Regions from separate parts of the Mus musculus genome. Here region 2 is linked to region 1. Evidence: chromatin contacts called from public HiCAR-type data. All regions are on one chromosome and are shown on one strand. The core of a region is the stretch at or near the end of the contact, and the rest is flanking DNA. Distances in the headings are between cores, read along the strand shown.

What was found. HiCAR-type assays count read pairs that join an accessible place to other places.
Region 2: a HiCAR-type map of kidney shows a contact between it and region 1, with 2.3 times the contacts expected there. The contact joins two enhancer-like sites. A contact is called at or near these places in 1 of 39 promoter capture datasets (the C10 cell line), 5 of 484 Hi-C or Micro-C datasets (the HL-1 cell line, embryonic stem cells and trophoblast stem cells) and 2 of 115 datasets of contacts at active chromatin or transcription factors (astrocytes and kidney).

What each region holds. Positions count from the first base shown.
Region 1 is chr11:30,226,688-30,231,988 of GRCm38.p6, reverse strand. It overlaps Gm51887 (a long non-coding RNA gene), which reads right to left. Exons shown (of 3, transcript XR_003949652.1): 2 at 832-1,423. It also overlaps a transcript of Sptbn1 not described here. Among named protein-coding and RNA genes, the nearest start is that of Gm51887, 7.7 kb to the right of the region's middle. Within about 2 kb of position 1,963, at least 23 of the 459 cell types and tissues checked have an H3K27ac peak or open chromatin away from gene starts, as enhancers often do. A contact at or near this core is called in kidney, where this site is marked.
Region 2 is chr11:30,365,144-30,370,444 of GRCm38.p6, reverse strand. No RefSeq gene overlaps it. Among named protein-coding and RNA genes, the nearest start is that of Gm40820, 53 kb to the right of the region's middle. Within about 2 kb of position 2,849, at least 48 of the 459 cell types and tissues checked have an H3K27ac peak or open chromatin away from gene starts, as enhancers often do. A contact at or near this core is called in kidney, where this site is marked.

The DNA of each region.
Region 1 (5,301 bases), core at 714-3,213:
ACTAAGTAGTTACATTTGTTGGCTGAAGGCTTATCTTAAATAGCTACACAATTATGATTAAGATACCTTACTGTAAGACTCGGGTTTCAGGCAGCAGAAAAAGAGATCTAAGTCAGAGTGCCTGAATTCTAAAACTGGTTGGAGGATTCTAGAATAGGCTCCATATTCGTTGTACTCCCACTGTTCAGGTTGAGGCTGCTAGAGATAAACTTGTTTTGCTCAGTGCAGAGGTGGATGTGTGCAGGTAATTTCTAAACCACTGACCCCACTGGTGCTTGAGATGTGCTGTCAGAATGCAGTGACCATCCTAGGCCTTTATACAGAGCAAGAGTGAGGTGATGGGCAGCTAAGTGTCTTGGTCTATATCCCCTGCTAGAGCTGACTTGAAAATGGTCTGTTTCCAGAAGGGTTCGTTGGTGACTTCTCAGGAGGCCTGTAGAGTACGCACTGCAAAGATTCATGTTGAGCAGCCACAGAGAGTGGGACTTTGCTTCCCTGGTAAGGAGGCAGACTCACACCCTGTCCTCATCCTGTCAGGAAGTTCTGTTTCCCCACATGAGCTTACTACAAGAGGTGGAGAAACTCCCTTGGTGTTCTTCCCCACTCCTCCCTTCTAGAAACTAGTATGTCGAAGTAGTTAAGATAGTACCTTTGGTCCTGGGTACTATTTATTCTGAGATAAGCATCTCAAAATAGCTGGACTCCTCTACCCATTGTAGAACCCTTTTTGCTCCCCCTTTAGGCAACAGTACAGATAATTTTGGCAGTGTTTGGCTTAACTGACCATTCCCAGCACTGTATGAATTGAGGTGTTATCCAGAGCAGACTTACCTGTTCAACTTTCTCCTTCATGTTCCTTGGTTTATTGATGCTCCTTGATAGTTTGATCACATTGATGGCAATTGGTAGCTGAGTGTCCCTTGCTGGCATAGAGTACCAGGGTTACGGCCCCAACTTGACTCTGGGGACTCTGGGCAAAGAAAAGCATTGAGGAAGGCTCTGAGGAATGGTGGGAAGTGAGAACTCTTTAACGCCCTCTTTAGTGAAACCCTGTTCCTACTACCCCACTTCTGTCTTCTGACCCCAGGTCTCATCTCCTCCAACTTCTGGAAGCTGATGGTGAAGGTTTGTTAGGGTTGTCAGGGAACAGTACAGAACCTAAGGAGTGTGTCCCACAATGCTCAGGTGCATCCCTTTGTGCTCTGGAGATGGTCAGAAGGGTCTAGATTTGCCTGCAAACCCCTCCTCTGGAGGATTGCCATATACAGAGAAGGCTGCTCCTGACACGGCGCCTGTTTCTGGCAACAGAAGCAGAGAGGAGATGAAACAGACTTCCTACTATTTAGAGGAAGAGAAGTATTCACCTTGGAGAATGTACTGTGGGACTGTGTATACATGGGTGACAGATCTGCAGGGTTTTCACCTAGAAAATGATTAACACAGTTACCCCATCAGACTGAATGTTAATGAGAAAACTGAATTGCCAGACCAAGGGCAAACTGCCTCTCAAGGTTGTTGTTTCCCCATTGCGCAGTGTGCACTGAGACCATGGGGAAGGGCTTGGCTACATCGCTGTTATGCTGTCCTAGAATTACTCAGAACTCAGGCTTGTTGGCTCTGCCATTATAGCAAGAGAAGCCTCTGTGACATTGCTGCCATGTTCTCTGTGTTTCAAGGGCATAGGGGAGCTAATGTGCCCTGCCTCTGTAGCCGTCCCCCTTCCTATCACAGGAATTACCTTGGTTTGCTTCGTGAATGCTAAGATCCCACCACACCCAGACTGATCTGTTTTAAGTTTTTTATAACTTACATTTGGACAAATTTACAATTTCATAAAATGAAGATGCTTTTCTCTGTGATAGTAGAAGATTTCGTGCAGAAAGCACTCTAACACTTAGTGAAGCTGAGAAACTCAAGCATTCAATTTACTCTTTAAATGTTTACTAAGGGGGCTGGAGAGATGGCTCAGCAGTTTAGAGTACTGGCTGCAACTGGATTCTATTTCCAGCACCTGCAAGTTGGCTGGCAACCATCTGTAACTCCAGTTCTAGGGGCTCTGATGCCCTTCTCTGGCCTCTGCAGGCAACAGGCATTCTTTTTATTATTATTATTAGATATTTTGTTCATTTACATTTCAAATTCTATCCTGAAAGTCCCCTATACCCTCCCCCCACCCCGCTCCCCAACCCACACACTCCTGCCTCCTGGCCCTGGCATTCTCCTGTACTGGGGCATATAATCTTTGCAAGACCAAGGGCTTCTCCTCCCAGTGATAGCCGACTAGGCCATCTCCTGCTACATATGCAACTAGAGATACAAGCTCTGGGAGGTGCTGGTTAGTTCATATTGTTGTTCCTCCTATAGGGTTGCAGACCCCTTCAGCTCCTTGGGTACTTTCTCCAGCTCCTCCATTGGGGTCCCTGTGCTCCATCCAGTAGATGACTGTGAACATCCATTTCTGTATTTGCCAAGCACTGGCATAGCCTCACAAGAGACAGCTGTATCAGGGCCCTGTCAGCAAAATCTTGCTCACATATGCAATAGTGTCTGGGTTTAGTGGCTGTTTATGGGATGGATCCCCGGGTAGGGCAGTCTCTGGATAGTCCTTCCTTCTGTCTCAGCTCCAAACTTGGTCTCTATAACTCCTTCCATGGGTATATTGTTCCCCATTCTAAGGAGGAACGAAGTACCCACACTTTGGTCTTCTTTCTTCTTGCGTTTCATGTGTTTTGCAGATTGTATCTTCAGTATTCTAAGTTTCTGGGCTAATATCAACTTATAAGTAAGTACATATCGTGTGAGTTCTTTTGTGATTGAGTTACCTCACTCAGGAAGATATCCTTCAGATCCATCCATTTGCCTAAGAATTTCCTAAATTAATTGTTTCTGTAAGGCAAAAGACACTGTCAATAAGACAAAAAGGCCACCAACACATTGGAAAAGGATCTTTACCAATCCTAAATCTGATAGGGGACTAATATCCAATATATACAAAGAACTCAAGAAGCTGGACTCCAGAAAATCAAATAACCTCATTAAAAAACGGGGTACAGAGCTAAATAAAAAAAATGGGAATGGGTGGGTAGGGAAGTAGGGGGGGAGGGTATGGCGGACTTTTAGGATAGCATTGGAAATGTAATTGAGGAAAATATGTAATAAAAATATTTTTAAAAAATCTAATAAAAACTCATAAAAAAGAAAAAAACACAGAAATACCTTATCTTATGCTTCTACAATAAGCCATATTTTCTGAAAGACACCCTTGCTTATGTCTAAAAAAAAATAATAAAAAAATAAACTATTCTCACGAGTCAAAAAAAAAAAAAAAGAAAAAAGAAAAGAATTCTCAACTGAGGAATACGAAATGACTGAGAAGCACCTGAAAAAATGTTCAACATCCTTAATCATCAGTGAAATGCAAATCAAAACAACCCTGAGATTCCACCTCACACCAGTCAGAATGGCTAAGATCAAAAATTCAGGTGACAGCAGATGCTGGTGAGGATGTGGAGAAAGAGGAACACTCCTCCATTGCTGGTGGGATTGCAAGCTGGTATATCCATTCTGGAAATCAGTCTGGTGGTTCCTCAGAAAATTGGATGTAGTACTGCTGGAAGATCCAGCAATACCTCTCCTGGGCATTTACCCAGAAGATGTTTCAACTTGTAATAAGGACCCATGCTCCACTATGTTCATAGCAGCCTTATTTATAATAGCCAGAAGCTGGAAAGAACCCAGATGTCCCTCAACAGAGGAATGGATACAGAAAATGTGGTGCATTTACACAGTGTGTATACAATGTACATTTACACATTTACTCATCTATTAAAAGCAAGGAGCATTCTTGCATTGCACATATATATGTATATATATATAAACACTCGTACATATAAAATAAACCTAAAAAAATGTTTACCTCTGTCCTTGGTGTGTTAAGTGATCTATGTATAGTGATTCACTGATGGATAAAAGAATTACCCAGGATTCATAAAGTGTGGTATACAAGGCAAGATAATTACTGAATAGTTTCACTATGGGTGAGAGAGGATGGACAAGCATATGTAGCAGGCTGGGGCTTCAGAAGAGTTCTCCAGAGAAAGTTCAGGCTGACTTGGTTCTCATTGTGTGCTTTCTTTATCTGTAATAGTCTAAGATACTAAGAGTTAATGGTGCTGTTGCTACTGAGATTCCTTAAGTTGTAGGATAGTTAGAAGGACTTGGATTGGGTTCAGTTTACAGAAGGCTCCTTTAGGGCTCACTCTGCATTGGTTTACTGAAGTCACTATACAGAATACCACTCGGTATATCACTCAACGGACAGAGATGTACTTTTGCTTAGTTCTACAAGCCTACAAGTGCAAAACTCACAATACTGTCAGAGTGAGTTCTGATGACTTACTGTCTTGAAGATAGTCACTTTCTTATTGTGTCTCCACCTGTCCTTTGTGTATGTCTTTGTGTATGGGATAAGATGCAGATAGAGGAGACCACAGTGTCCTGCTAAGGCCCTCTAGTATAATAAGCCCCATTTAACTTGAATGCTTGCCCTCCATGTTCCTGACATGCAGTTTAACCATGACTGTGAGATACCATAGCAACCCATCTAGTATTAGCTGGCCAGCCCTTAGATTTTTCTCTGCATAAATCACAGCATCTTCTCTGCAGACGTCCAGGACCCTCCTGTCATCCTGTTCACACTTTTCTCTGCTGCTGGAAAACCAGCTGCTTTGAAGGCATCGGAGGGGAAGGAAAAACAAAGAGGGAGTGATGTAGATATTCAGAAACAATCTTTTCTATTAATAATACTTCAAAGACATGAAGTTATGGGCTCAGTTTTGGTCAGGCAGATAGCGGTGACATGCAGCTGCCAAAATCCCATTACTGAAGAGGTTTTGAAGACATTCAGAATGATGTCGATGTCAGGTCACTCTCTCCAGAGCCTTTGACCTTGTTGCTGAGGCAGGGCAAGTTTTCCATTTCTTTTATTCCTAAACCTGATTGAGGTCTTCACTTGATAAGAACTTCCTTTCCCTATTAAGGTCATTTGAGCAATAGAGTGGGAGATAGGCAAGTTTAAATCACATGTCCCTGCCTGTGTGGCCATGGACAGGCCTGTGTACCCTGTGACATTCTGAGAAATTAGATGACACATCTTCTGGTTGGATTATGGTCTGGTCTTGGGGAAAACAAACTTAAACCATGTCTAGTCACCTACCAAAGAATCCAGTTAGAAGCCTTCCATAGTCCTAAAAGTATGACAGTATTTTGGGACCTTTGTAAGCAGACTTTTAAACAGTTATG
Region 2 (5,301 bases), core at 1,600-4,099, 140 kb before region 1:
CTTTGTCCCTGTGCTTGTTGTAGTCATGACATAATTTGAGTCAAGGGTTTTGTGGTGCCCTCATTTCTCCATTTGGGGTCCTGCCTGGCTACAGGAGGTGAACACTTCAGGTTCCATATCCCCAACTGCTTGGAGTTCCTGCCAGAGTCACCAACATAGATTCCCGGGAGCGCCCCCCATTCCAGGTCTCTGGCACACCCTAGAAATATCCGTCCCCTACTAGCCACTGATTTCCATTCATTCTTCTAGACCTCTCTCTTCCTCTCTGCTGATCCTGATCCCCCTTACCTTCCCTATTTCCTCTCCCAGCCAGTGCCCTCCCTCCCTCTGCCTCCAATGAACTGTTTTAACTGTATTCTCAGAGGCTCCACCCAGCAGCTGACTGAAACAGATGCAGAGACTCAAACATTAGACAGAACTCTGGGAGTCTTGTGGAAGAATTGAGGGACCAGAAGGGGATAGGAACTCCACAGGAAGACCAACAGTCAACTGGCCTGGACCCTTGGGAGTTCCCAGAGACTGAACTACCAAACAAAAAGCATTCATGGGCTGGACCTAAGCCACCCACTCATATGTATTATATGTGTGACTTAGTTTTCTTGTAGGTTGGTCAACAACTGGAGTAAGGGTTTATCCTAAAGCTGTTGCCTGACTGAGGATTCCACTCTCTTAACTGGGCTGCCTTGTCTGGTTTCAGTGGGAGAGGATGCAGCTTGTCTTACAGTGACTTGATGTGCCACAGTGCGATGATACCCAGGGGAGCCTCTCCCTTCTCAGAGGAGAAGGGGAAATAGGATGTGGGAGGAGCTGTATGTGTGGGGGGGGGGACCAGAAGGACTGGGACTTCAATCAGGATGTAAAGTGAATAAATAAACAAATTAATGGAAAAAAAAAAAGAACCTAGTGAACTGAGGATGTCGCCATCACACTCTGCTTCTTGACTGTGGATGATATACTTTGAACTGTGAACCAAAAGAAACCCTTTCTCCCCTAGGTTGGTTTTCTCGGAATATTTTTATAATATCAAAAAGAAAAGAAACTTTTCTATTACAAGCATCTTGTGTTTCCCACTTTCCTGTCCTGTTTATCTGTTTTCTCACTTAAAATGCTGTTTCCTCTCCTATACTGATTCAAATTTCACTAACTCTGATATGTCTCCCCTTCCCTTCTTTCTCCCTGTTACTAGGTAGCTACCTCCATACACATTAATAAGTATACAATTTCTGTGCAGAATTTATTTTCTTCTCCTCCCTATGCTCGCAAACAAACAACATGTAACTGGCTTCATTTAATTAGATCATGTGCTAATTTATGCCATTAGAATAGAGACAGAATTGATTTTCCCCATTCCTTGGTTGGAGTGGTTAGAAAGATGCCCACACATTCTATGATACTGTGCCCTGAAAAGAACAGAAAAATTATATTGACCTCCCCTTGTGTGAGAGCTAGATTTTCTTCTGATAATCAAATATGGAAGGAGTGGCCACATATGACTTCTGAGACTGGGTCATAAAGGCTAGAAAAATCAACTTTCCCAAACCCCAAACTGACTAACTAGCGTGTTGTAAGAACACTAGCTTCAATGGAGAGGACCATGTGGCAAAGATCTGAAGTGACAAAGCATAGTCATGTGTGTGATCAAACCTAGCAACCACATCCAGTCCTTCAAAGTGACTGTATCCAGGCAAACCTTGATTTCACTCTCATGGGAAATCCAAAGTCAGAACTAAGCTATCCTGCTTAGTTCCTGACTCAGAAAGCCGTAGTTCACATTACTTCAATATTTACTGTTTCTAGTGCATCGTTCGATTATCTGTGATTAACTAATACACAGGCTAAGATATAAAATAATACATGCAATATGTCATACGAGTTCGTTTTTCCTATTTTTAATCCTTGAAATAGATAGTGATACAACTCAAGGGGAGGACCTAATATCTCCCAGTTGTTTGGCCCTAAGACCCCAGCAAGCCATTCCCTGTCCTCTTGGACTGGCTTGTTGCAGCAGACCATACTTCCTCTCTAAAACTTAGCCTCCTTTTACCTCCTAATGCATTTGGTGTTCTTTACTATACATAATCATTTGAAGAAGAGTCCTTTTTAAAACTCTAGTCTTTGAGTTGCTTTCTTGTCTTATATAGAATTCAGATTAGTGAGCACAGTACCCTGGCAGTACGTAGCAGCATGCCTCAGTCTGTGCTTACATTTACTCTTGAACTAGATACTGTTGTTATTCTGAGTTTTCTGACTCTGAGTTATAAGGATGCTAAGTTGCTTCAGACCCAGAAAAGGCCAAGCAGCTTCATGTTTTGATACTCTTAGCCACTCTGCTATGCTCCCTCAGACATTCCCACACAATGCTCCAAAACTGTTCAGGATGCCACTGTTGGTTAATTAATGTTTCTGCATGAGCAAGTGAATGAACAATCAGGCGGGAAAATGTCATAAAAGTTCACAGTTAATGATAAAAGAAAACTCTGTGTTCCTAAATATCTTTGGCCTCATACAAGTGGCCCTGTATAGTTGTGTGTTTCTGAACTTTACGGTGTCAGTGCCTACAGCACATAAAGGGCCTCTTTCAGTGGATGAAAGTCATGCTAAGAGAATGCTAAAACTTCTTCCTTACATCTGCACTTTTAGATCAGGAGCCTCAAGTGCTTTGGAAGATCAAACACATTCAGGTCTCTTTCGAGTAGGCAGCTCATTAAGGAAATATGGAGCCCAGCAGCACCTTTCAAGCAGTACTGATGGGTGCTGGAGTCACTAGAAACCTGTATCCATTCCCAGAGGCCTGCCTGGAGAACCTCAGCATGGTGACAAAGGCTGAATTGTTCCCCCAGAACAACGAGCCATGCAAGCAGAGAGTGGCTGCCTGTGTACCCAGGGAAAAGGCCTGAAATGAGTCCCTGGCACAGACACAACAGGTCAGCCTTGAAAAAGATGGGGACAGAGCTCACTGCCAAAGAACTAGTCTCAGCTGGCTTGTTCTTAAGTTCAAAGTATCATATTCAAACTAAAACCAGCTAAATTTCCAAGTTATACAGCCAAGTGTACTCTGGGATAAAGCGGAGCTCTTAGGGAAAGCAAAGGGCTTCCCTTTTAATTTTCTTGGAACTGGCTTTAGCCTCAAGCCACCACCATCCTGTTTCCACATAAGGTTCACCCTCATGATTCCAGTTCTCCCAAGGGAAGTTTATGTTTTCCTTACTATAGAGCTTTGGGAAAACTGGTGATTACAACCAGAGCAAGACATGTTGGCCATTCTTGCCTTCCTATATCAATTGTGCATTTACCATGTGCATTTATTAATTTACTTTGCTGGTTTGTTCTCTCTCTCTGTCTCTGTCTCTGTCTCTCTCTCTCTGTCTCTCTCTCTCTGTGTCTCTCTTTCTGTCTCTCTCTGTCTCTGTCTCTCTGTCTCTGTCTCTCTGTCTCTGTCTCTGTCTCTCTGTGCGTGTGTGTGTGTGTGTGTGTGTGTGCAAAAAAAAAAAAAGAGAGATCAAAAGACAACTTTATAGAATCAGGCCTCTCCTTCCATCTGCATGTGGGTTCTGGAGATTGAGCTCAGATCGTCAGGCTTGTGCATCAAGTGCTTTAACCTGCTGAGCCTTCTTGTCAACCCTATTTTATTAATTTTATTTTTTATTCCTTTTGTGGGAGAGGGGTCTTGTGTTTAAGTATGCCATGGTGCACATGCAGAGATCAGAGGACAATTTCAAGAACCTGGTCTCCTTCCAACATGTGGGTCCAAGAGATCAAACTGAAGGCATTGGCGTTAGCAGTGAATGCCTTAACTCATGAGCCACCTCATTAATTTTTAACATTAGAGTCCATTAAGGTGAGGACTGTGGCCATTTAAGTGTTTTGTTTTTCTATTTTCTGTTACACAGAAATCAAATATTATGTTTGGAAACTTTAATAACCTAGAAATCTCTGCTCCAAAATAACAACTATTGTTCCCATAAACAAAAGCCTTACTACTCAGGGGAAAGGCCAGTATGTCCTTGTAGTAGAATATTAATAGAAAACACACACATACACACACACCACGACATGTGGTTTTTATCAATTTTAATATTGCTTAAAATATTGTTTAAATAAAACTATGTTTTATTCATATTTGTTTTTATTTTCTACAACAGAGGGTTGAAGTTGGGGTCTTCCTCATGCTAGGCAAAATTTTATTACTGATTTAAATCCCCCCACCCTGTCATTGTTCATGTAAAATAAAAAAGTGGTTTCTAACTAATAGTCCCTTTCCACCCTAGGGACATATGTCAATATCTAAAAACATCTTTCTTTATCATATCCTACTGTTAGGTGGCTGATAAGGGACAGAATGCTACTAAATTCTTCCTTCAGTGGAAAGGAGAGCCCAGCAAACAAGTAATTCTCTGGTCCAAAACATTGGTAATGCCCTTGATAAGCATAGGCACTACAATACAGATGTACTGTATTACAGTGCATAGAAACTATATTACAGTAACAAACATTCACCTCAAAGTCCTGCTCACAGCTAGGAAAGAGATTAAGGCTTGTATACAACACATCACGCATAGGGCTGAGATTAGCCAGAGCAAGTGTCTACATGCCCATTTTTCCTACATGTGCAATGTATTTAGTAAAAGATATGAGGTGGAACAGAATAAAATCCTGATTCTTTCTTTTTAATTTACTTCATAAATATTTGTTACCAGGCCTTTAAGATAAATGAGCCATGTATGGTGGTGGTATACAACTTTAACCCAGCACTCAGGAGACAGAAGCAGGTGGATTTCTTTGAGTTTGAGACATGTCTACATAGTGAGTTCCACAGAGGTACACAGGGAGACTCTGTCTCAAAAAAAACCAAAAAACCAAAACAAACAAACAAACAAAAACAAAAGAAAATGACAGAAGTAAATGGTTCTTCAAACATGAGTGCTTGTCTTAGTCAGAAAGAAAAGTGACTGGGCTATTTCTAGTCAATAGTTTGGCCAGGAAATGTCTTTGGAGCACTAAAAGGAGACAAGAATAAAACTGAAATGTCTGTACACCTTACAAAGTAAATATGCATATCATTAATTCTCTATGAGAAAGCCTGGACTTCAACACCAGTTCAAAGGTCTATAAAGAGACTTAGTGAGGAAGGATCTAGACAGGTCACACGAGTCTTGGGAGCTTCTTCTACTTCATCTTTAAGCTTTCTGACTGATCCCTACCCTAATGATCTGCCTCAGAACAGGAGGTCCTCCTGGACTTCCTGCTGCAGCAAGAATAGCCAGAAGGAAGGACGTGAGTGCATGATCTCTGGGGACTGAA